Linked DNA regions of Mus musculus: regions 1, 2, 3, 4, 6 and 7 are each linked to region 5. A link is a contact called in public promoter capture Hi-C data. All regions are on one chromosome and are shown on one strand. Each heading gives the region's core, a stretch centred on a gene start, on an enhancer-like site or on the middle of the called end of the contact. The rest is flanking DNA. Distances are from core to core; before and after follow the strand shown. Region 1 holds the start of Arhgap33 (Rho GTPase activating protein 33). Region 2 holds the start of Syne4 (spectrin repeat containing, nuclear envelope family member 4). Region 3 holds the start of Polr2i (polymerase (RNA) II (DNA directed) polypeptide I). Region 4 holds the start of Zfp146 (zinc finger protein 146). Region 5 holds the start of Zfp607a (zinc finger protein 607A). Region 6 holds the start of Zfp74 (zinc finger protein 74). Region 7 holds the start of Zfp14 (zinc finger protein 14).

Region 1 (3,574 bases), core at 118-2,617, 2.7 Mb after region 5:
CCTTCAGAAAGCCCTCTCTGTCCATCTAAGGCTGTTTCAGACAATTGTCTCCATCCCATCCTGTGGGCTTTCTCCATCCCATACTACACAACTATACCTGAGCTTATCCATCTCACTCTGAGATGCTTCCTGCAAGGAACTCATCTCTCCCTTTGGAAATAGGGCCCCAGGCTGACACCCTCACCCCCACCCCCGCCAATGCCCAACAGAGATCAGCACAGAGTTAGTACTGTATGTATGATTCTTCTCTGGGTCCCTGACACGCAGTGCCAATCCAGTTGCACGGCATAGACTGGGCAACTCTGATGAATAAAATAACCAGCTGCCAGATGGGGATTCGGGGATTTGCTAGACTGGGCTTTTTCCCTCCTCCGTGTCCCTGCAACCCCAAGTTCATCCCTGGGTCTCACCCTCAGAGTCTGTCCCCTGCCAGCCCATGAAGCTCCCCAAGGCAGGATGGGATCTGACTGTTTCTGTGCCTGGAGCATGGGGCCTGCACAGAGGAGGTCTCAGTGAATGTCTGTGGAGTGAGGGAATGAATGGATGAATGAGCGGGAGCAGTATGGAGGAGGGGAGATGAAGACAAGGAGATGGAGAAGCCCCAAGGCTCAAGTGGAACGGAGGCGGGAGGCGCGATGTTGGCCTCGAGTAAGGATCGGGAAGCGGCGGGAGAGACTTCGATAAAGGTTCAGATCGATGTCGGTGGAGGGATTGAGAGCGCGTGGCGTGGGATGAAAATGAAGAAGAAAAGGGTCAGGCAGGGGATGGAGTGAGATGGGGGTGGGGCTCAGGAATGAGAAAGGGGCTGTTGGGAGCAGGAGGTGGTGGTCGGGAGGGTGACTGGGGATGAGGATGCTGAGGAGGGCGCTGGAGTGGGGGCTGGTTTCCAGGGAGCCTCGGCAGACGCCTGCAGGGGGGAAGCCCTCATGGGGCGCGCGGGTCCTTCCCTGAACCAGCCCCCTTTTCTCAAGTCCGGATCCTCCGCCACTGTCACCCCTTTTTCAGGGCCCAGAAGGGGGAGGGAGGAAATGTGCGCTGAGGGGGCGGGGTCGAGGCCCGGGCCGCGACCCAGGACCGCACCGAGGTGGAGACCGTAGGGGACCGCGAGGAAGGGTGAGGGGCGGCGCGCAGGCCGCGGGCTCGGGCGGGGCCGGGGGCGGGGCGCGCAGGGCGGGGCCGCGCGGACAGACTGGCACGCGGACACACAGACTGATGGCCCCGAGGGCCCCTCACCACCATGGTCGCGGTAGCCTCCTCAGACCCCGGCGGCTTTCGAGCCCTCGTTCGCAGTCCTCGCCACCGCCGCCTCCGCCGCCATGGTGACACAAAGGGGAGGGCGTGAGGCGCGCGCGGGCGGTCGCAGGCTCCTCCCCTAACGGCTGCCGGGGGGGTCTCTGGCGCGCGCCCCATGAGGGGCGGGCCAGCGGGCACGCGGAGGCCCTTCTCATTGGCTCCAGTTTTGGCCTGAGGGCTACGCCCCGCCCACAAGGCGGCTGCTTATTGGCTTTGAGTGCTGCTCTACTTCCCGCCCCCATCCCCGCCCCGTCTCTCCAGTCCCACCCCCCGAAGTTTGACAGCGCCACGCCCATGGATGGTTGGCATTGGCTGTCAGGGCCCTCCTGAGATAAAACCCTGTATTCTTTATGCTCCGCTGCCGCCACTTCTCTCCTTAAGCAGCCTGCCCTTTCCTCCCGCGGTCGCTCCTCGGACGTGCTTCATTGGGTTCGCCTACGACTATCCCCCACAAGCAGCCTTTTCGAAATGCGGGTCCTCCAGTCCCCACGCTGTCAGTCCTGATCCTGACCCCGCCCACAAGCTTTTTGATCTCGCACACCCCGCTGTGTCCCCACCCTAGGCTCTGTGCGACTTGGCCTCCCCCTATTCACTGGACATCTTTCCTTGTTTCCCTATATTCGCTTATTTGAGGCTAGCCTTTGACATCTTTTTCTAGGAAAAGCTTCTGTATGGAATGCTATGACATTCATGCCTCTCAGAAAGCCAGGTGCAGTCTTTTTTCTTTTTTTAAACGATAGAGAAGTGCCTAGAAAGCATTGCAGCCACACCCTTTCCGGAAGGATGCTTTCACTGATCTGGACCTGAGCAGGCCTCTCGTTTCGGTAGCACGCTCCCGGTCCAGGCTTTTAAAGACTTTGATTATTTAATTCGGGGATATACCAATAATCAAAAAAAAAAAAAATACAGCCTTACCCATATGGAAGCTCAAAGGCTAGTATGAACTAGGTGATTTCGGTTTGTAATCTCAGCACTGGAAAAGTGGGTGCAGGAGAATCATGAATTTGAGGCCAGCTTGAGCTGCATAGTGAAAATCTGTCTCAAACAAACCAAATTAGGGACTGGAGAGATGGCTCAGCAGTTAGCACTGACTACTCTTCCAGAGTCCTCAGATTTCTACTCCCTGTTCCAAGCACCCACATGACTGTTCACCAGCTACAGCTCCAAGATGTCCAGAAGATGCTCTCTGTGGGCACTAGGCACACATGGAACCCCCAACATATACACAGGCAAAATACCTGTATGCATTAAATAAAAAAATTTAAAACCTCCAAATCAAAGGCTGATGGGGGAAGATAATGAACAAAATAAATATAAATATGTATCATCCGAGAGAAAAGCTAGTTGGGATGGCGAAATATGGAAAGTGCTGGGTGGGGGGAGGGAATAAGTGTAATGAGTGATGATGCTACTAAGTTTTGGGGGTGGTTTGTTACCCAGCCACAGTTAAGATGGCCTCGGTCAAGTAGGTAATCTCAGCTTAAGTGTGACTTCCTCGGGCAGCCTTCTAGTGCCCCCTCTTAACTTGATCAGGATGTTATTGTGAATATCTTCTATTGTTCCTTGTGTCTAAACAGCTACCTCCTTATTGATTCAATCAAGTGTGTGGTTTGTTCAAAAGGATGAAAACCCACATTTATCTTGTTTCTGACATAGAGAATTGCATGTCAGAAATCTATCCCATTTCCCTTCATAAATCCCATACATATATCAAAACAACATTGATCTCAGATTAAAGAATCCCAGAAACCCTGTCTTAAAAAACCAAACCAAACACACACACACACACACACAAAAACCCTCAACCTAACCCTCATCATATATAGTTGCCATCATTTTATTTATGAAAAGTTCTAAGATAGGGAAAGTTGACACCCACACATCCACCAGCTAGCTCTTATCATTAAAACATTTTACTATATTCATTTTGTCTTACATCTACTTATTGCTTTACTCACCCATCCAACTCATCTTTGGGAATGTTTCAAAACAGATTAGGCTGGGTGGGTGTGGTGGCCCACATCTGTAATCCCAGCACTTGAGGATGTGAAGGTAGGAGACTCAGTCCAAAGCCAGGCTTAGGTTACATAGTGAGTTGGAGCCTAGATCTTAAATGATCCTATTTCAAAAGACAAACCATTGCATCCATACTATCCTGGAATTTTCCTCACTTCCTTTTTTTTTTTTAATGGTTTTTCGAGACAGGGTTTCTCTGTGTAGCCCTGGCTGTCCTGGAACTCACTCTGTAGACTAGGCTGGCCTTGAACTCAGAAATCCGCCT
Region 2 (3,363 bases), core at 175-2,674, 2.5 Mb after region 5:
CTTCCTCCAACTCTCCGAACACCCTGGCCAGATGTTAGCTCCACTCCCTAAAGTTCCGTCTTTTCCATCTCTTCTACCCAGGCAGGCTTGCTGTAATACCATTCCTGAGTAAAGCCTCCCTAACAGCCAGAGTCCCGGGATAGGCCATTCCCTTTAACCTCTGTATTAGAGCCTGACCCCAGCAGTGCACCCCCAGATTAGCTCTGCGTAAGTATCCCTAGGACTGCCCATGTCTGTCCCAGCCCCTCAGATGCCAGCTGAAGCTCCCACAATGTAGTAGCCCTTTATGTCTTAAAATGCAGCATAGGCCCTGTCTCCTCCCAAAGAACTGGACACACACACACACACACACACACACACACACACACACACACGGCGGGCCAATAGTCTTGTCCCCAGAACCTATAGATTACCACTCCTGAGGGCCTGCTGACCCTTGTCCCCTGACCAGCTACGGATGCCCGCTGACTTTTCACACACTCCCAAACTCTGGATATCCATTTACCATTATCAACTGATTCCCGCAGCCCAGGCCTCCTCAACGGCCCATCACCTCGCTGCTGGTGGAACCACGGAGCCTGCTGGTGCTCCGGGGCACAGCTTACACACGCCTGCTCCACGGCATCTCAGCTACCCGTGTGGATGAGCTGGACGCCACCTCGCTGCCACCCAATGCCACCGCTTGCAAGTCAGCGCTGCCCGGAGCCCACCTGGTGCGCGGCACCCGTGTCTCACTGACCATTCGCCGCGTGCCCCGTGTGCTGCGCGCCAGCCTCCTGCTGAGCAAGTGACCACCAGGTTCTAAGACCTTGGAACCCTAGGGCAGAGGTAGCTGTCCAGGGTTATTTATTTCCCCAGTAACTATGGAAACCATGGAGAAGACACCATTCCAAATAAACAGAAAATACCTTTACTCGTTTTGGATTTTTTTTTTTTTAACTAGATGGGAAGAGATACTTCAGTTTCTTTCTCTCTGCCCCCCCCTCCCCCTTCAATACTGGAGATAGAACCTAGGGCTTCTTGGATGCTAGACAAATGCTGTACCACTAAACTACAACCCAGGCAACAATTGCATTATTTTTTAGTTTTGCAATAGGGCTTCCATAAGTTGCCTAGGCTGGCCTTGAACTTGAGACCAGCTTGCCTGAGGTGACAGGCTTTAGCTGCCAGGTGCTGGGACTTTTTTTCAGTATCCTTATACCTGAGACTTTAAATGAATGGGACGGGCCCTGAGACACAGGTGTCCCTGAAGGTGACAGGATCCAAGGTCTTGAGATGGGTGACGTTTTCTCTCAAAGCCCCACGATGGCGAGCGGGTGGTATTGGAAGGTTTAGGTTCTCCTGCTGGGGAGGAAGGAGTTAAATGCCTCCGCACCTCAGCCAGGCATCAGATTTCTCTAGTCCAGGTTCTTCCAGGAAGGGGTGGAGCTAGGCTGGCCCCTGGGCCCCTCAGTAGCCTCGGACTTAGGCTGTGAGTCCTGCTGAGAAAGCATGGGGGTCTGGACTGTCTAAGAAAGCGGCTGCTGTTACTGGACATCCTCACCTGACGATCCCCAAGTGCACGGCCATGGCCCTGGTTCCACCTCTTGGCCGTGAATTCCCGCCAGAGCCTGTGAATTGTCCCCTGGCAGCTCCTAGAGAGCTGGATGTTGTCGGAGGGACCATCTGCCCTGCACCTGAGGAAGAGACAAGCAGGTGGGGACTGGGGCTTGATAGTGGTTCCGAAGGAGGGAGGGAGGGAGGGAGGGGTCTGTGGGAAGGGCCATGTGTGACTGACTGAAGAAGGACATGGAGAAAAGTGGGCATATGGTGAGGTGGAAAAGGAGACACTGTGCCTCACAGGTGGCCCATCAACCTTTCTCCTCTCTAGGCCAGAGCAGGTCCAGGCCTCCTTGGGCCTGCCTGAGCATTGCATGGGTGAACTGAAGAGCACTGAGTCTGCCACCAGCCCCTCAAGACTCCCCCTGGCCTCTTCCCATGAGCATCAAGACGGGGGCAAGCCCTGTGAGGTGAGCTGAGCACACCCTCTGTTCCAGTCCCACTTCCTGTCTGTCCCCCGGAATCTGCCCCTTGCTCAGATGATATGATTCTGGGGGGTGCTGTGGAGGAAGGGACACCGTAAGGACATCTGGTTGCCAATCAGTATTTCACTTATTTTTAATCGTTTTGTGTATTTACTCTGTGTGCCTAAGTGTGAGCAGGGATACAGGCACATCATGCGTGCCGGTGCCAGTGTCTCTCAGTCACTTTCCACTATGTGACAGAGTCTCCCATTGAACCTGGCTAGGGTGGCTGGTGAGTGAGCGCCACGAATCTGCCTCCAGTCACTGACCAGCCGGTGCCACATGCTTGGTTCTTTGAGCACTTGCTTGTACAGCAAACATTTTATCAACTGAGCCATCTCCCCGGTTCCCCCGACCTCCTTATTTGAGATATGCTTTCACTGTGTAGCTCAGGCTGCCCTTGAACTTTCAGTTCTCTTGCCTCAGAGAACTGGAGTTACATTTTATCATCTCCAAGCTGGACATATTTCCACGTTTTACCAAGTAGGAAATGAGAATTTTATTAATAACCCCATTCCTTTTGGGGGTACTCTGCTCCATTATCCTTCCTAGTTTAGACCCATATAAAGACCTTTCTAGAAGGCTCGGGAACCTGGAAATCTTAAATTAGATGTCTTCAGCCTTGGTGTAAAGGGCTGCCAAGTGGGAGCAGCCCAAATGTTGGTTCTCGAATGGGTGTGGCTTCAGAGAAACATCCACAAGGCAGCAGCCTGCTTGGGAGTAGGGGTAGTGTCTTGGCCCATTGGCCCTGATTTTGGTCCCCTGGAATCTCCAGCACTCTGACTCTGGTTTGGAAGTACTAGAAGCTGAACAGGACAGTCTACATCTTTGTCTGTTGAGGTTGAACTTCCGGCTGCAGGACCTGGAACGAGGCCTTGGGTCTTGGACGCTGGCCCACAACAGGATTGTCCAGATGCAGGTAGGCAGTGGGAGGCCAGGTTATAGGGGAGTGGGTAGAGTCCTTGGTATGGGTGTAAGCTTTCTTGAATAGAAAGTGGGTTTATTGCATATTCTGACTTCTGCACAGGACATGAAAGACAAAATAACTCCAGGTTCTGGGGTGGGGGTGGGGTCTGGTATCACTGTCGTATGTGAGAGTGTCTAGCCATGTGTTCCAGGCCCTGCAGGCAGAGCTACGAGGGGCCGCTGAGCGCGTGGATGCATTGCTTGCATTTGGTGAGGGCCTGGCAGAGAGGAGTGAGCCCAGGGCCTGGGCATCCCTGGAGCAGGTCCTGAGGGCCCTTGGAACCCACCGAGACACCATCTTCCAACGGCTCTGGCAGCTGCAGGCCCAGTTGAT
Region 3 (3,261 bases), core at 30-2,529, 2.4 Mb after region 5:
AGTTCTTTACAGTGTTATACTTTTGTCCTCTCCATGGAACATTCTCTAGATATCAGCTCAAATACCCATTCCTCAAGGAAGCCTCTTCAGATATCCCCAGGTAAAGCCTGGTACCTCTGATGAATTTCCCGTGAGCTCCCTCCCCCTAAGCCAGTTCAGACAACTCTGGTTTGTCACTGTCTACTGAATGTCTGCTTCTGACCAGGCTGAACTGGGGCTTCCATGTGGCTAGAGCCTATACTGGTTATCACACTGGGCAAAACATGGTATTTGTTGAAGAAATAAATTAGTGAATGAATGTGGGGCGGGTCCCGGGAAAGGGTGTCCTCACATGGATGCGACAGCCGTCATCCACAGGATAGGAGCCCAGCAGTGCATCCTCCTGATCCAACTTGCTGTAGAACTTGTCGTCTGCTCCATATAGCTCCAGTTCCATGCAGGAAGCAGGGCTGCCCACCACCAGCTCCAGTTTACACTGCAGTAAAGAGGCAAGATGAGGAGAAAGGCTGTCAGAGGCCTCATCTTCAGACTTTGATCAACAAACAAGTTCCAAAAAGACCCACCTTGGACCAGTTCCTTCTGGACCCGCCCCCTCGGCTCTCTGGAGTGTCTGATTTTTCCCGGGTCCTGCCCCTACTCGGTGGACTCTGTTCTCCGGGGCTCCCAGGCCTGGGAGGCTGGCTGTCAGTCTCTGCAACCTTCCCTCCAGGTTCGCCCACTAGTTTTCAGCCCCCTACTCCCTTTTCTTTGCCCCGCCCCTCCGGACCCCGCCCCCACGGCCACACCTTGAACTCTGCGATGGTGAGGCTACGACTGTATCGCTTCTCCGAACGGAAGCTGTTGAGGGAGCTGCTGATGAAAACCATCACGGTGGGCGCCGATATCCCCGTCACCTCCATCTCGCTGCGCCCCGGAGTGGCCCGCGGTGCGGTTCAGCCGTCTCACACCGGCTCCGCAGTGGCCGCCGCTGCTTCTGGGATATAGGTCCCGCCCCTTGTTCTGGAGCTGACCAATGCAAGTTCTCCACCTAACATGGCCAGCCAATCGCTGCTGTTCTTTCTCCACGGACAGGCGGATTCTCGGGTACGTCCAACCAATCCCGAGAGGCCTTCCGTGCACGGGAAGCAGGAGAGGAGGGCGGGAGGAGGCCGAAGCCGGGAAGAATGGCTGGAGTTGTCCCGGTCCGCCGAGTGTAAGTTCGGCGCATGTGCACTGGCCTTGGGCCAAGAAGAGAGCAGCGGATTCTCTCGTTCACGCTCAGCGCCTTGCGGATGACATCGCGCATCATAGTCCCAGCCCTTGTCCTAGATCCATTCCACTCGGAGTTGGGAAGCAGGTTCCGAAATCGGGAGTGAGTAGCAGAGGGTATCAAAGGATCGACGCAAGCCGTCAGCCAGACATCCATAAAAAAAAAAATAAAAAAAATAAAAAAATAAGGAACCCGCGCATGCGCGCAGCATCGCCCTAGTTTGGTGCAGCTTCGGTGTGCGACCCTTCCCGCGTTCCGTAGCGCGCCCGCGCAAGCGCAGAAGGCTCAGCAGCCCAGTCGCTATGGAACCCGACGGGACGTACGAGCCTGGCTTCGTGGGTATTCGGTTCTGCCAGGAATGGTGAGGCCCGGGCAGTAGGTGTGGGAAGGCAGTGAGGACTGGCTCCAGGGCTGACCTCTGACCTCCCCTCCCCACAGTAATAACATGCTGTACCCCAAGGAGGACAAGGAAAATCGCATTCTGCTGTACGCGGTGAGTACCGGCAACCCTCTCGCCCGCGGGTTCACGCCTTCCCTGCGCGCTCCCTGCTGGCTCCCCCACGCTTTCGCCTCTTGACTACCCCTCAGCACACCCTCTCTCCCATGTTGTCCATGCCCTCCTTGGGAACACCCTGCCTTCCTGTCCAGTCTTGTTGGAGATCTGATCTGTTTGTGACACTCCTCCCACATGCTCTCCCGTCTGCAGTGCCGGAATTGCGATTACCAGCAGGAAGCCGACAACAGCTGCATCTACGTCAACAAAATCACGCACGAAGTGGAGTGAGTGGCGGGACCTCGCTTGGGGCACGGGTCACCTCTTAGGACACCCGGCCTGACCGCTAATTACTTCCCTATGCCTGCAGCGAGCTGACCCAGATCATCGCAGACGTGTCCCAGGACCCCACGTTGCCCCGGACGGAGGACCACCCGTGCCAGAAGTGAGTACGCAGCTGGCATAGGGAAAGAGGAGTGGCTGTGCACAGAGAGGTCTTTCGCGGTTTAGTAACTGAACCATTCCCTCAGGTGTGGCCACAAGGAGGCAGTGTTCTTTCAGTCACACAGTGCCCGAGCTGAGGTGAGTGGCGGCTGGGTGCTTGGGGGGGTAGGGGTGGGGGGGACACGCCAGTTTTGGGTTGATCCTGTTTACTCAAATCAAGATTGGGAAAGTTTCTTTGATCGTTTCTTTTGGTCCTCACACTATCCTCTGGGTCCAGACCCTGACTGAACGTTCTTATTGCTAGGACGCCATGCGCCTGTACTATGTTTGCACTGCCCCACACTGCGGCCACCGCTGGACTGAGTGATCGTTCCTTCTTCCACCTGTAATAAATGCCAGTTTCTACACTAGTGTTTCCCGTGTTTATTTCTCTCGTGGGTAGGGAGCAGCCAGTCTTATCAGGTCGTGCGGTGTAGGGTGCGGTGCTGCGCATAAGCATCCGGCCGAGAGCTGGTGAAGCCACAGTCTTCACACACGTGCAGCTTCTCCCTGCGCTCCCGGTAAGCGTAGCTGGCTGGCTGCCCGTGCACCTTGGCAAGGTGAGCTTCCAGGGAACAGCGCTGGGTGAAAGCTTTCCCACAGGCTCCGCAGCGGAATGGCCGTATTCCTGTTAAGATGAGCAGAGAGGGCGATGGCGGCCTTGGAGCGTAGGCTTCTGGCCTTGCCACTCCCTATCTTTATTCCTAGCTAGGCAGACACTTATGTTTGTGGTCCACTAGCCATCTGCTACTTCTGCTTAAGGCAACAGGAGCCAGGCCATGTGTCTCCTCCATCCCTCAACAGGAAGCGTCTTGTGAGAGAGGGAGGGACTCTTAGCTACTTGCCTGCTCTCAATCTGGAACCTGGAAATATATCATATGGATTTATTGTGAGACAAGGTCTCACAGTGTAGCCCTGGCTGGCCTGGAACTCAGAGATCTGCCTTCCTCTGCCCAGAAGTGCTGGGATTAAAGGCAAGTACCAAAAGCCTGGCTTATTTGGGGTGTCTGTGTACGTGTGTGTTTGCTCACAAACG
Region 4 (3,463 bases), core at 435-2,934, 2.3 Mb after region 5:
ATCATAGGTCAACCGAACCATCCTTTAATGGATGAGCATGAAATGTTTCTAATACTTTTCTAGGCTAAACTTTGCTGTCACGAGCAAACTTGTGTCTGTATTGTTTCACTCAAACATAGTAGATACATTTGTAGCATCAATTTCCAGAACTGTGGGCTAGGGATATAGCCCAGTCAAGAGTCAATACACATTACCTCCAAAAAATTGCAACAAGCAAACCCTCACATTCTAGCTGCTTTTCTTTGGGGGATTTCTTGTCATTTTGTTTTTGTTCTTCAAGACAGGGTTTCTCTGTGTAGTTAAGGGGTCCTGAAACTCTGAGATCCAACTGCCTCTGCCTCCCAAGTGTTGGGAATTAAAGGTGTGTATGTGTCCAGCTTCAGTGATATTTAAAAAACTACTTTTGTTTCGTTTTTTTGTTTTTTGTTTTTACAATGTATCAACTAGTGGCAGCTATTCATAAATTTGAAAGCTACCCACTTGCAAATCTTAATCAGGTACTGCTTAACTTTTACCATTAGGAGAAAAGCCAAAGCTGCGGATGTCTTTAATGACTGCCACAGCAGGGAGAAGTAGTTTTTCACATGTGCTACACAATTCACAGAACTGTACTCGTGAAGGAGTTATGACATCTACGATATAGCACAGTAATCACTAAGTTTTTTTCAAAAAACTAAAAACATGGACCAGTGAGAGAGCTTGGGGGGGGGGGTGTGCAAAGGCGCTTTGCTTCCAAGGCTGACAACCTGGATTCCGACCCTAAACCCACATGATGGAGGACAGAACCGACTGTGGCAAGCATGCCCACACAAATAAATGTATATATATATATATATATATATATATGCTTTAAATGAGGAACTGTGCCTAACCTAAATCTAAATTAGACCCCTTAATCCTGGGTTTTTAGTGAAATGACGCTCTTCAAACCGAAACTCGAATTTGCCTAACAGCTCTATTAAAGTACCTCAAAAATCAGAAATGAAGTCTATGGCTGGCACCCCCGGGACAAACAATTCCAAACCAAATGTTTCCTTAATTAAGCATGACAGAGTAATCTGTATTCTACCTCCATTCATAAACAACCGCGTTTTAGTACACAGATCGTCTTTTAAAATCTAAACATGTTTACTAAGGCTTTCTGCACATATCACGAAATGCATTTGCGTATAAAACTCACCATCAATAAATACAGTTTTAAAAGTATTTAACCCTTAGCTTCATCCCACCTTTCAAGTAATCAAATAAAACGGATGCTCTTCGGGAAGATGGCCCCGTTATAATTATCAGCACTTTCGACTCGGGAACTACCGCGCAGACGTGATACTTCAACATGGGTCTCCTCATTGCCTCGTGAAGCATAGCCACCCACAATCCTACACCCAGCTCCACACCCACTCAATCATTCCAAATAGTGGGTCAAACTTTGCAGTCAAATTCGGTCTCAAACGCTCAAGCTTTCCTCAGAGGCCCCCACCTCCGCCTTCACCAAGATCCAATGCTCTTCAGCCCACTCCCTGAACCCCGCGCTACACCTCCAAAGATCGGAAACACTGCCCTCCAACCTCCCGAACCCACCGACCCAGGACGCCCAGATCCCACCTCCTACTTTGGCGCCACGTGGACACGACGGCCGTGCTGACCCGCGGACAAAGACCAAAATGTCCACTCGCTGCCCCTGCGTCTGCGCACTCAGGGAGTGAGTGAGCACTCCCAGAAGTCTCCGCGACATCTCAGGGCTTGTTCACTGAAGCCTAGCCAGGCTGTTGTCTATTATCAGCAATACTGCTTTTACGACTTTGGACTACACTTCCCACAAGGCACTGCGGGTTGCTTATCCGTCTCCCACGCACAAACCTGGCCGCCTCTTGTGATTTGGGGTTTCTTAGAGTAGATTGTTGTCACTTGGACCCAAATAAGCTCACGCCTGGTAAGATGTTTGGAGTGGGGACTTCCTCTTTGGTACTTCACGGGCGGCGTCTCAATAATACACTGAGCCCAGACCCCAAGGTGAAAGGACACCATCTTTGTCCGGGGCTGATGTGGCTATGGACTACGTTTCCCAGAGTCCATAGCGAGCTGACATTGTAGCTCAACTTTGATGAAACCTTTACCTTTGGCTGAAGCAGGATGCGCGCGCCTTCTACTGAGACCCAAGGTAAATGGTCTGGGGAGTACTGAACGGGGGTGGGGAACAGGCGTGTCCTGAACGGGGTTGTGCACGCTGAAGCAGGACTGGGCTGCGGGATTCTAATTGTGGTTTTGATTGTGGTGGTGACCGGTTGTCAGTGCTTACAAGTAGTGTGCTGTTGTAATCACCTGTCTCCAAGGTGTATATCTGATTGTTGCTGTGCAAACATATGTGATGTTATGTGTTCCGGGATCTTGTGGTTGTGGAAGTGGTATCCCGTGGTCCTGTAGTGTGTTGTGTGCTCGATAACCTTTATTCCTGGGGTTGTGTGGATATAGTTGTAGCTGTGACTGTGTATCTCTGGGTTAAGTGACCTTGTGTAGTACTGTGTGCAGTGTTCTGTGTCCGTGGCTCTGCGTCGGCAGTGCGTGAGTATCCTTGTGTTCTTGGAGAGAAGGGAGAAAGAAGGAGGAGGACTTTGTGACAGTGTGTAATACTGTGTGTATGCGGGTGTGGACTATCTTTGCTAAAGAGTGACTGGCCCCTGAGTGAATGTTCAGTTATGGCTGGATGATGCAGAGTACTGTGCCTTCTGCGTGCCACCATGTGTGATTGTGACTATGTAAGGAGGACCTTTAGGGATGTTAGGGAAGTGATTGTACCACAGTGGCAAGCAAACTGACTGGGATGCCTAGGTGGGTAAAGTTCTTGTGGCACAAGTCAGTTGTCATACTGTGTTTGTAATTATCCTGTAATCCAAGCTCCTACAGAATTCAGAGACAAGCATTTCCAAAACCTCTCAGATGAACTAGCTGGGAGTGTGTAGCAGTGATCAGACTACAAGGTAGAAGGCTAGAACCAACACCCAAGACTCTACTCTGCCCTCCACAAAAATGGCATTGCACACACATACCTGAATATGTGCACACACACAAAGTTAAAAAAATTATTTCTAGGGCTGGAGAGATGACTCAGTGGTTAAGAGGACTGGCTGGACTTCCAGAGGACCAGGTTTCAGCACCCATGTGGCAGCTCACAGCTGTCTGTAACTCTTGTTCCAGGGGATCCGACTCCCTCATACAAGCATACATGCAGGCAAAACACCAATGTACATACAATAAAAATAAAATAAATTATTAAAAATTTGTTTCTTAGAAAGTGAAGAGTTGGTGTGTGGATGTTTTCATGTGACATATCTTGCAGCAGCCAAATGTAGTGGGTCTGTGACTACTGTTTTGGCCCCAGCAGGTGCCGTAAAGTTTGGGCAGATTCTGGCCCTGGACAATAGTGACCTCAGTTTTACAAGGTGACACTGAGTTTGGACTGAGTGCC
Region 5 (3,540 bases), core at 498-2,997:
TTCTCACAGACATGCAGCTGGCTGTGCCTCCCCATTGCTGGGATAGAAGGCATTGCTACCACGCCCAGCCATGTTTACTGTCACTTGATGACTGACTTGCCCTCTTTATTATCACTGGCAATGTCCTTTGGCCCAAAATCTGCCTCGACTTTAAAATCAAATTTAGTCTCCTTTTGACTATGTGAGGATGGTCACTTTGAATCTGCTGGAGTATTTATCTTTAACATTTTTTCTGTAGTAAACACATGGCTGGGTCTGACTTGTTTTTCAATCTAATGTGACAAACCTATACTTCGGCGTTTAGATAATTTACATTTTACTGCGGTTACTTTTATTACTAGCGTGGTCTAGTCTCGTCAACATTTGTTTACTCACATTCTGGAAAATTCGTGTAAATACAGGAGACAACAAAAGTAGTTTTGAAAGTTCAATAGTGTCACGTTACAATAAATAGGGTTTTCTAAAAACACGTGTATGTTTTTGTTTAGGCTACCTGGACATGCTAGTCCTTCATCCACTCAGTCCAACATGATGTAAGTGACTGCCTAATGGGCACAGCTCTGTTGATGCATACCGATCTGGCTCTCACTCACATTCTCCCGTCTAGATAACAGATGCTATGGTCTGACTCCCCTGCTCCCCAGCATAGCTGCAGCCATTCTGTTCTATGCCTGCCAGCTATTTCACAGTGTTGCTGTAACATGCCTGCCAGTCACTGACATAGAGAAGTGACTGAGCTCAGGGACACGCTGGCCACATACCCTGTTTTGTTCTGTGTGCTCTCAATGATCTGTATGAGGTTTGCTTATCTTATTTCACAAAGCTGTATGTAGGACCCATTGAATCAAAGGTAAATAGCAACTGTTATGTCTAAAATATCTTGAGTAAAGCTGACCACTGGGCAGCTCTTCCTGTACCTGCATATGAGCTCAGTGTTTTTTTTTTTTTTTTTTTTTTTTTTTTTTTTTTTTTTTTTTTTGGGGCTGACATTGAAGAATGCTGCTAATAAGCCAAAAAGTTTTAATACTCATGTTCTGTTATCTCACTGTTCTGAAATTCCCCAGTTCACCACCCATCCACCCCCCACCTTACTCAGGTCCTATCAGCTTAAAGGTTGCTAAAAATATACTTTGCCTAGGAAGCCAACAGCTCCCCTCCCTGCCCTTTAAACGTTTGAACCTGGTTTCTCATATAAAAAGCCTACCCTGAGAGCAGACCAGTACTACAATTAGGCTCCCGAGTCCTTTTTGCAGTCCTGAACTCCAGTATTATGGTACGTGTTTAATACACTAGTCTTGCTTAACTGAGATTGGTGTATGTATATAAGGTTTGAGTGGCGACTTCCTGAACTCCAACACAGCGACAATGAACCCTGGGAGTGTCTAGAACTTCTGTTTCTCTCTGAAATCGCTAAACTACCCACGTTCAAACCCAACAATTCTTTAGTTCAGTCTTTTCCAATTTACCATAGTCCCCACCAGAGCACAGCGAGGTGGAATCCCACTCAGTCTCAAGCAAAGATACAGCCAATTACAGCCTGATTTGATCTTACTTCTTTTGAACTTTAAAACTTCAGTTTGTCTGTCAGCTCCACAGGAGAGAAAATCAGTTACTAGTAGAACCCGGAACTATTTTGATCACAGGAGGGAGCCTCCCCTTTAAAGTCGGGGAGTACCCCCCTCCCCCTGGGAACTCTCACAAGCCACAGGACGCAGCTCTCAAATGGGCTGGGCCAAGTTGCATGCTGGGATCTCTCTGGAGCCCTGGGCTTCTCGGATCTCCGGTAGCGAGGGCTGTAGTTTTCAGGGCCACCATGGCAAGAAGTAGTGGATAGGCTCTGGGTGTCCTGGTGCCGCTAATGCGGAAAGTCCGATCTTTCTGGTCGGAGGAAGAAATCTCTAGTTGGCTTCGGTCTCCACGTAAGGCGGGAACCAGCCGGCTGGGTGTGGATGTGGACCGCGGTGTGGGGTGGTTGTGTATTTATGTGTGGGGGGACGGTGCTGCTGCAGGTGGTGGTGGTGGTGGTGGTGGTGGTGGTGTGTGTGTGTGTCTGTCTGTCCGAGTGTGCACACTTTGAGCTCTCTGCATTATCTCTGTCACCCAGTGTCACCCGGCTTGTTGCTCTCTGCTCCTACTTTCTCCCCTGGCCACAGGGGCTGAAGCAGAGGACCAAGCTTCTGAGAGAAGAGTCCGCACTGAAGGGAAGCTTTCCCTGAGGCCCAGAGTTGAGCATGGGAGGAGCATTTCAGGCCGGAAGAGTCTCCAGGGTTGCTTAAGAGAGCAGGCAGCTACTTGTTGAGCCCCAGGACTTTCCCAGAGCCCTATCCTAGCCACGTGAGTGTTGACAGAGTAGCAGAAAGTGCTCCCTGAGGATGCTCTCAGATATAGTCTGGGATCTCGCGCTTATTCAGGCTCCGTGCCTCAGCCATTACAAAGGAGGGCTGAAGTAGAATAAGGACTTTATTGCTGCACATCAAAGATTAAAGAATGAGCTTGTGCTTTGTTTGAAAATGAGGTTTTAGTTTTAGAATATGGAATTGTCAGTAACTGAAGGAGGGACAGGCAAATTGATACCTCCACCATTGTGTCCCTTACATTGTCCCTTCCCTTTCCACTTAGTATTCGCATTATCCTTCCAATGACATCCCTTGACATCGTCTCTCTACAATCACTTCTTTTTCTGAACAAATTATAGATAGGAGTCTCCAGAGGTTAGCGTTAGGGCTTTTACATCCCGATCTGTTAAATTGGCGCCTATTTCAATGGCATCACTCATCCTATCTTTACAGGCCTGCCTCTCAAAGCAGCAGAAAACTGCAGGTGGTTGACTATGTCTGTTCACCATTTCAGCTGGGAAAGTGATAGCACTGAATTTGGCATCTTTGAGAGCTAGTGATTTTCTGAGTGTGTGTGTGTGTGTGTGTGTGTGTGTGTGTGTGTGTAATGGGTAACACTGGCCAGATCCAGATGAGCAATGCCGTCCGTGGCTGATAGTGGGTGTGGATCTGTGGTATCAGGTTGAAGTCTTGGTTCTGTCCCCTCAGGCTCTCCAGGCCTGTCAGGAACCTTAGGATGCCTGTGGTGAAGCCTGTTAGTGCAATGCCGCCATATCCTAAGGGCCTGGTGTGCTTTAGTTGTTGCTCTGTGAGGCCATCTTGGGTTCATTCCCCTCAGTGTTCTGCAGGACAAGGGAGTGTGAGAAACAATGCGATTGCTGGGCAGTGGTGGTGCACACCTTTGATCCTAGCACTTGGGAGGTAGAGGCAGGTGAATTTCTGAGTTCCAGGCCAGCCTGGTTTACAGAATGAGTTCCAGGACAGCCAGGGCTACACAGAGAAACCCTGTCTCTACAAAAAAAAAAAAAAAAAAGCGGCCCAGGTGCAGGGCGAGCTGGAGCTCAGGGTGGAAGATGGGTCCCTTCTGCTGGCCTCTTCTGGAGGAGTTCAAGGCAGACATGTTTGTGCCCTGCACTCCCACACTGCCCCCTTGGCCGTGGGTTGTCTGGGTTAGGGGGGGATTGGCTTTGTGTAGACTCCTGTG
Region 6 (3,692 bases), core at 622-3,121, 2.1 Mb after region 5:
CCAAACCATAAACTTAACTCCTGCTTTCCTCCTTATGTTGGTTGTTAGGAAGGGAAGTGTCAGGGTCAGGCTTGTAACCTGGAGGTGCAGATCTGGTGCCAGAAGCAGGTTTTGTTGGGGGGTAACCTGGAAACTGGTAGGCACAGGTCTTGTTGGGGTGTAGCCTGGAAACTGATGCTAGCTATTGGCCTGTTAGCTAACTTTAAGTTCCACCTTAGGTCAGGTTCTCTAAGAGGAGACGGAGTCTGAACCCAAAAGGTTTGGTCTCTCATTGCAACCTAAATTTTATTTTATAACTATGAAGGTAAAGATTCTGTTACTTACAGTATTCATTGCTATCCAGGGTATATCTCTATTCCAATATTACTGAAATACTGATGCATTGATTATTTCAGTAATATTGTAGGATGTTAGAACTTTACATTGGGTATAATTATTTAGATTTTGGAAGATTTTAATAAGGATATGCTTGTTAACATATCAACTCCACTTCTAAAAGCCACCCGAAGAGAGGGAGGAAACAAGAGGAGGTATGAGGGAGGAAATGGGGTACATTACAGCATTGCCAAACAGTTCTGCATGAACTTGGTTTATAACTTCAAGAGGTTGAAAACAGAAATTAATCAGGATATATATATGTGTGTGTGTGTGTTGTGTGTGTGTGTTTAAATGGTATACACTTGAAATGTGTAATTGTTGATGTCAATATGTTAACAACATCAATGGTTAAATAAGAGCCGTAAGTTACAGAACTGTATATATGATGTTACTGCTCTTTTTTTTTCTTTTTTTTAGATTTGTTTATTTTATGTGAGTACACTGTAGCCATCTTCAGACACACCAGAAGAGGGCATCAGATCCTATTAGAGATGGTTATGAGCCACCATGTGGTTGCTGGGAATTGAACTCAGGACCTCTGGAAGAGCAGCCGGTGCTCTTAACCACTGAGCCATTTCTCCAGCCCGTTACTGCTCTTTTAAGAGGCCATGCTCTTTATATGAGCACATAAATGTACGCGTTCATGCTCACGAGTGTAAAGAAGTCAATTTGTCAGGAGCTGCATGACTGACTAGGAGAAATAAATAATTTTTAGTCTTTGGGCTTTTCTGTATCTTGCTATTTGGGAAATGGAGTTGGGCTGCAAGGCAAATGAATTTCGCCTGTCATGTACACAAGACAGTTTGTCAATACAGGAAAATAGTCAAGTCCTGGAGATACTGATGCTTCATATAAAAATATTTTCAATTATTATAAACGGCTAAAGGTAGCACTCGTTCAAACGCGGTCTTCACACATCTCCACACAATCCTACCCGCCTAACTTCCACCCACAGAGTTTTTCATTAATGCATTCATTCATTATCTCAGCCATCACATGTGCACCCACGTTCGTAAAGGCACATAAAGGATAACGAGCAAATTATAGTCACATCACGGCTGCTGCAAACCGCAGGCATCCCGTCCTCTACCCACACCCGCGACCGCTCTACAGGGCCCTGGCTTCCACCCAGCACAAAGAGTCCTGGCCTCCAGCTCACGGCTTCCGGGACTCAACGCTGAGCCGGGCCACGGGTCTCGATCCCCCAACCCGACGCCGCCCAAGGCTCACAGCCTCCGGGCTACGGCCTGGTGCTGCTAGGCTGGGAAAGAAGACCCACAAACCTGGGTCCGCTAGGCGCAGGGTAGCACTTCCCAGAGGGCCGCGCGGCTCGCCGGGCGGGTCTGGCCTTCGGCGTGCGAGTCAGGAGAGTGGCCAAGGCTCGGGTAAGGGCGCGGCGCTGCGGCAGGGGGACCGGCTTGAGCCTGGGCGGGTTTTGTAGCAGCGGCTACCCCGCGGCCTGGCATTCACAGCCTGGGGGTGCAACTTGCAACTGAGAAGAATCCGAAAGGATCCCTTGCGTTCTTGCTTTGAACTACATTTCCCAGAGCCCTTCGCGGCCCGAGACCTGTGCTCACCCAAATGAAAAACTGGCCCTCGGCTATGAGACTTTCAGGGTTAGGGAGTCTGAGCCAGGAAGAGAGCACGGCTGAGTTTGTTTAGTTCCCTTGGATCAGGGCTCTCTCCCGAGATTGTCTACCTCTTTATGATGGGGATGGTCCTCCGGAGTCACAAACTCTTGGTAGCAGGCAGAAGGAGGAGTTACGTGAATACGTGTGTGTGAGAACTAGACTATGGGGTCAGGGTGTGGAGTTTATAGAGTTAAGAGACCTTGAAGTTCAGTGACATTTAAAACTGTGTGAATTTGCAACCACTTTTGTAATCATGGCTGGGTGTTCTCTTGCAGCGTTTCATTGCTATCTTCCAATTTTGTCAGAAACATGCTTTTGTCTATACTTCGTAGACTCCTTGTTCTGACCGACAGTGTTACTGGACTGTTAACGTAGGATTGTAAACACCATTGCTGAGCAATGTCTACATACTAACTAGATCCTAAGGAAACGGAGCCATTTACTAGTCAACTAGACCCTTGTACCAGTTAGCCGTTCTCTCTCCATCAAAACAAAACAATCACCACTGGGGAGGGGGACGTTATTAGATATACGTTTTTACAAATACTTTCCACCCTTGCTGTAGGAGTAATTTGTCCTTTTATTGTCCTGATAATACTCTTTAGTGAACAAGGGTTTTTTGTTGTTGTTGTTGTTTGTTTGTTTGTTTTAAAGGTTTATTTATTTCTACTTGACGTGTTTTGAGTATTTTGTCTGCAGTTCATGCATGCAATACACAGAGAGACCAGAAGGGGGCATCCGATTCCCCGAAACTGGAGTGGCCTGTGCTTGTGAACCACTCCCTGAGAGTTCTGGGAATGAAACATGGGTCCTCTTCAAGAGCAACAAGTACTCTTGATGCCTAATCTGTCTCTCAGCCCCTGCTTTAGATAGATAGTATAGTGTACATAGTTCCTTTATCATAGTATTTAAGCAACATTATTTTATTTCACACAGAATATAGAACTCTAAGCAATAGTTTGTTTCTCTTTTCCTTTCATAATATTGTTGCTGTCAAATAAACTTCTTGAATTTGCCATCGCTTGACATGTAGCCCAAACTGGCCTCAAGCTCAGATAAATCGCCCAGCTTCTGTTTGACAGGCCCACCCCCATCCTAACTTTTATTTTCTGTCTATCCCAGCACCACAGATAGCTTCTCCCATACAGTGTTGGTTCCTAATCAGACACCACAGAGAATTCCATACACAAACACATATCCATGATTCTAACCCTTCAACGTTTGTCCGACTCAATCTGACACTCTCCACAAATCTACCACAGCACATTTAAACATCACAAATATCATATATACTGTGAACACAATCAAGCACACATGACTCCAGAAATGTTTGCCTAACCCAGCAAATCATGTTTTCCACTGTTACACTCCAAGAATTGTGTACATACATACACACTCAGAGAGTTAGGTATTATTCTCAAAATCTTGAAATTTTTCCTGAAGAAAAATACTATGTGTTTGAATGAAGTACAGAGTCAGATGAAGACAATACGGAGGGCATGGCTGAGTGGCAGAGTGCTTGCCTGGCATGCTTGACAACCTGGGTTCCATCCCACAAAAAGATCTGTGAAGGGACTAGAGAAAAGGCTTAGCAAGGAGCTGGAGGGATGGCTCAGTGGTTAAGAGGAGCACCCTCTGCTCTTCCAGAGGTCCTGAGTTCAATTCCCAGCAACCACATGGTGT
Region 7 (3,210 bases), core at 103-2,602, 2.2 Mb after region 5:
GGTACAAATTGTTTAAAACAAGAACAAAACGTGCTATTCTGGTAAGAAGCGTGGTTTAGCAAAGGAATCTTCCACAGTAATTAAAAACGAACTAGCAAAGCAGGCTTCGTGGATAAGAAAGCTGCAGCCTGGAATGCAGAGATGGATCAGCGGGTTACACTCTCAGCACCTACGTGACTGCTGTAACTCCAGTTCCAGAGAATCCGATGCCCTCTTCAGGGCTCCTCAGGCGCAGTCACACTCAGTGGTGCACAGAAAGAAAAGCAGACAGAAACACTCACATACGTAAAAAACGAACATGTTAAAAATTTAAAACCTGTGAGGCTGGAAACAGCTGTACTGCTAGGAGCAGTGGCTGCTCTAGCAGAGGATGCAAGTGTGATTCCCCGTACTCACATGGTGTTTCACGACCGTCTATAACTCCAGTTCCTGGGAATCAGACACCTTCTCCTGGCTTCTGCTGGTATGTGTATACACACAAATACACACACACACACACACACACACACACACATAAAAAAGAAAAAATACAAAAGACATTTGTAACCACACAAAGAGGGCCTGGACCCGCATTTAATCAGAGACATAATCTCTGAGTGATGCTTACTATCAGTCTGCATGAATCTGTCTCCTCTACCCTGACCAAGATAACACCAAACCGCTGCTTCTTTCCAAGCTAACTTCATTTTCACTTTCACAGTAATGAGGAGTAAATGTCCCCATGCCTGGAAAAACAAGGAGTACACTTCATAGGACAACGAGAAAGAAGAAAGTTAGGCTATTTTTTTTTCCGCAGTAATGTTGGGTCTCTATGTATGCAACAACAATCGTTTCCTGCTTTTATTCCCTCGCCTTCCCTAAAATGAACAAGTCTGGGGAAAAGGTCAAACCGGGAAGGTGCGGGCTTGGTAGCCTGGGGACACACCCCTCGCGACCAGCCCTTCCACACACATAACCTACTGGAAATGGAGCGCCGCGGATGGAGAGGACACTGGCCGCCACCGGAGGGGCAGGTTTGACAGGCGACGGCCACCGGGGCTGCCTGGCGGGGAGGGAGCGCGTACAAAGCAGCCCTGCGGTGGCAGCTGCGCTGTCTTTTTGTACGGAGGGCCCTCACTCTGAGGTTCACACACAGAACTCAGAGCCATGCTGGGCCTCTGGGCTCTGCAGCGGGAAGACGGAGGATGCAACGGGGTACGCGGTGTCCACTCAGCGTCACCGACTCCAAGTCTCTCAAGCCAACTAAAGACAAACCTACGCTGCCCCCGCGACAATTTCCTCAGTGCAAGGGACCAACTCACCTCTCAGAGCGGACCGGCGCTAAGCAGCCGGAAGGATGCTGCGCAGAGGCCTGTGGGAAATGTAGTCCATGGTGGGAAAGACTGGGCCAACGCAGCGGAGTGCGCAAGCGTGCTCGGGGCTGTGATGGGTGGAGGCCTCTGGGTGTGATCTTGGACCAGCTGGAAGGGCTAGGAGATTCCGCTGCCCTCTGCCCCCAAATCCCCACCCCAAACCTAGCTCACTGGGCTGGGGGTTGTGTCGTTGCCCTACCAGGGCTGAGAACACCATCATCACATTATCACATGCTTAATATGTGAGATAAGCATATTCTCACCCCAGCGAGGGTGTAGGCATGATCAGGGAACTCAGTAAAATACATTCTCCAAAGGTGCAGTCCCACATCTACCCAGGGAAAGGTTGCTCAGGCTCCTTGGAGTTCCCGCTGCCTCTGCTTTCTCCCACTGTCCCTTCTAGCCGTTGTGTATATTGGTCTAGTCGTTGGTATTGGCCTTAGGTTTTGTTTTGCAAACTGGAGATGAAGCCAAGACCTCTAAGACTGGAAAGATAATTATGCTTTCTTCTATCACAGTGGTTCTCAACCTGTTGGTCGAGATCCCCCCCCCCCTTGGGGGTCAAATGACCTTTCACAGGGACCACCTAAGACCATCAGAAAACACAGATATTTACATTAGGATTCCTAACAGTAGCAAAATTACAGTTATAAAGTAGTACCGAAAATAATTATATAGCTTGTGGATCACCACAACATGAGGAACTGTATTAATGGGTCGCAGCTTTAGGGAGGTTGAGAACCACTGCTCTAACATTTTCTTGTGTTTGTGCCAGGCCTCATCCGGTCTTCAGGAGACTGAAGCATGCAGACTGCAAATTCAAGATGAATGGAAAAAAAAAAAAAAAAAAGGAGGACATGACTGCTCCCAAGGGATTGAGATCTAAGAGAGAGCACTGGCAGGGGCGTCTGAAAGTAACCAGGGTGGCCATGACTGCCGGACTAAATGGGGCCATGTGAGGGGAGGGGGTGGGGTGTAGGACAGGCTAGAAGCCAAGAGGCCAAGTGCAGCGGGCAAGAGGTAACAAAAGGACCTTGTGCCCAAAATGACTGGGTTATACAGGAATCACAGAAGCTGGGAGATGGGAAGCCCAGGCCTGGGCTACAGAGTTTGGGATAGTGGGGGGCAAGGTATATCAGCCAGGATGTCTCTGTAATAGGTGCTGGGGATGTTGAAAGATCCTCATCGATCCTCTTGTTTCTTTCCAGAGCGCTGTTATTACAGGCATCCGTCAACATTCCCAGCGTTGGGACGTTAGTTTTAGGAACGTGACAATTGAGAGGCTGGTGAGATGGCTTAGTGATTGAGAACCCTTGCGCTCTTGCAGACACAACACATATGATGGTTCCCAAGTGTCTGTAACTTCAGTTGCAGAGGGCTGGTGAGATGGCTCAGTGGGTAAGAGCACCCGACTGCTCTTCCGAAGGTCCGGAGTTCAAATCCCAGCAACCACATGGTGGCTCACAACCACTCACAATGAGATCTGACTCCTTCTTCTGGAGTGTCTGAAGACAGCTACAGTGTACTTACATATTAAAAAAAAAAAAAAGAACAATAAATAAAGGGGTGGATGTAGTGCACACTTGTATGTAGTCAAATATTCATACATGTAAAATAAAAATCTTTTAAAAAAAAGAACATTACATATCTGGTATAGATTTCTTTTCTTTCCTTTTTTAAATTAAATTTTTGAGACAGGATTTCTCTGTGTAGCCCTGGTTGCCCTGGAACTCTCTCTGAAGGCCACGCTAGCTTCAAACTCAGAGATCTACCTGCCTCTGTCTCTCAAGTGCTGAGATTAAAATCGTGAGCCACCATGTTTGGCCTTATGATTTTCTTTTATAAAGGAACATGTTGC

The links. Promoter capture Hi-C pulls out the DNA fragments that hold promoters and counts their contacts. Capture Hi-C pulls out chosen DNA fragments and counts their contacts.
Region 1: a contact with region 5 is called in a promoter capture Hi-C map of cranial neural crest. The contact joins the promoter of Arhgap33 here to the promoter of Zfp607a in region 5. A contact is called at or near these places in 2 of 39 promoter capture datasets (the 3T3-L1 cell line and cranial neural crest).
Region 2: a contact with region 5 is called in a promoter capture Hi-C map of cranial neural crest. The contact joins the promoter of Syne4 here to the promoter of Zfp607a in region 5. A contact is called at or near these places in 2 of 39 promoter capture datasets (cranial neural crest and hippocampal neurons).
Region 3: a contact with region 5 is called in a promoter capture Hi-C map of liver, with 6 times the contacts expected there. The contact joins the promoter of Polr2i here to the promoter of Zfp607a in region 5. A contact is called at or near these places in 2 of 39 promoter capture datasets (cranial neural crest and liver).
Region 4: a promoter capture Hi-C map of liver shows a contact between it and region 5, with 6 times the contacts expected there. The contact joins the promoter of Zfp146 here to the promoter of Zfp607a in region 5. A contact is called at or near these places in 4 of 39 promoter capture datasets (the C10 cell line, hippocampal neurons and liver).
Region 6: a promoter capture Hi-C map of adipose tissue shows a contact between it and region 5, with 5 times the contacts expected there. The contact joins the promoter of Zfp74 here to the promoter of Zfp607a in region 5. A contact is called at or near these places in 1 of 39 promoter capture datasets (liver), 1 of 115 datasets of contacts at active chromatin or transcription factors (large pre-B cells) and 1 of 9 other capture datasets (adipose tissue).
Region 7: a promoter capture Hi-C map of liver shows a contact between it and region 5, with 3 times the contacts expected there. The contact joins the promoter of Zfp14 here to the promoter of Zfp607a in region 5. A contact is called at or near these places in 3 of 39 promoter capture datasets (hippocampal neurons and liver) and 1 of 9 other capture datasets (liver).

What each region holds. Positions count from the first base shown.
Region 1 is chr7:30,533,693-30,537,266 of GRCm38.p6, forward strand. It overlaps Arhgap33 (Rho GTPase activating protein 33), which reads right to left and starts at 1,368. Exons shown (of 22, transcript NM_178252.3): 1 at 1,234-1,368; 2 at 411-520. The coding sequence starts at 488.
Region 2 is chr7:30,313,392-30,316,754 of GRCm38.p6, forward strand. Syne4 (spectrin repeat containing, nuclear envelope family member 4) reads left to right here and starts at 1,425. Exons shown (of 8, transcript NM_153577.2): 1 at 1,425-1,695; 2 at 1,871-2,009; 3 at 2,839-2,982; 4 at 3,182-3,363. The coding sequence starts at 1,568. It overlaps Alkbh6 (alkB homolog 6), which reads left to right. Exons shown (of 7, transcript NM_198027.3): 7 at 528-912. The coding sequence ends at 791.
Region 3 is chr7:30,230,795-30,234,055 of GRCm38.p6, forward strand. Polr2i (polymerase (RNA) II (DNA directed) polypeptide I) reads left to right here and starts at 1,280. Exons shown (of 6, transcript NM_027259.1): 1 at 1,280-1,610; 2 at 1,688-1,742; 3 at 1,956-2,029; 4 at 2,113-2,187; 5 at 2,273-2,324; 6 at 2,491-2,593. The coding sequence starts at 1,552. The coding sequence ends at 2,553. It overlaps Tbcb (tubulin folding cofactor B), which reads right to left and starts at 1,403. Exons shown (of 6, transcript NM_025548.4): 1 at 786-1,403; 2 at 332-475. The coding sequence starts at 899. Ovol3 (ovo like zinc finger 3) reads right to left here. Exons shown (of 4, transcript NM_001289817.1): 4 at 2,503-2,853. The coding sequence ends at 2,645.
Region 4 is chr7:30,168,057-30,171,519 of GRCm38.p6, forward strand. Zfp146 (zinc finger protein 146) reads right to left here and starts at 1,685. Exons shown (of 2, transcript NM_011980.4): 1 at 1,603-1,685. It overlaps Gm5113 (predicted gene 5113), which reads left to right and starts at 1,819. Exons shown (of 3, transcript NR_157376.1): 1 at 1,819-2,158.
Region 5 is chr7:27,858,838-27,862,377 of GRCm38.p6, forward strand. It overlaps Zfp607a (zinc finger protein 607A), which reads left to right and starts at 1,748. Exons shown (of 5, transcript NM_001024726.2): 1 at 1,748-1,919.
Region 6 is chr7:29,952,194-29,955,885 of GRCm38.p6, forward strand. Zfp74 (zinc finger protein 74) reads right to left here and starts at 1,872. Exons shown (of 6, transcript NM_178384.4): 1 at 1,662-1,872. C230062I16Rik (a long non-coding RNA gene) reads left to right here. Exons shown (of 4, transcript XR_003946630.1): 1 at 1-1,763.
Region 7 is chr7:30,050,044-30,053,253 of GRCm38.p6, forward strand. It overlaps Zfp14 (zinc finger protein 14), which reads right to left and starts at 1,353. Exons shown (of 5, transcript NM_178733.5): 1 at 1,302-1,353.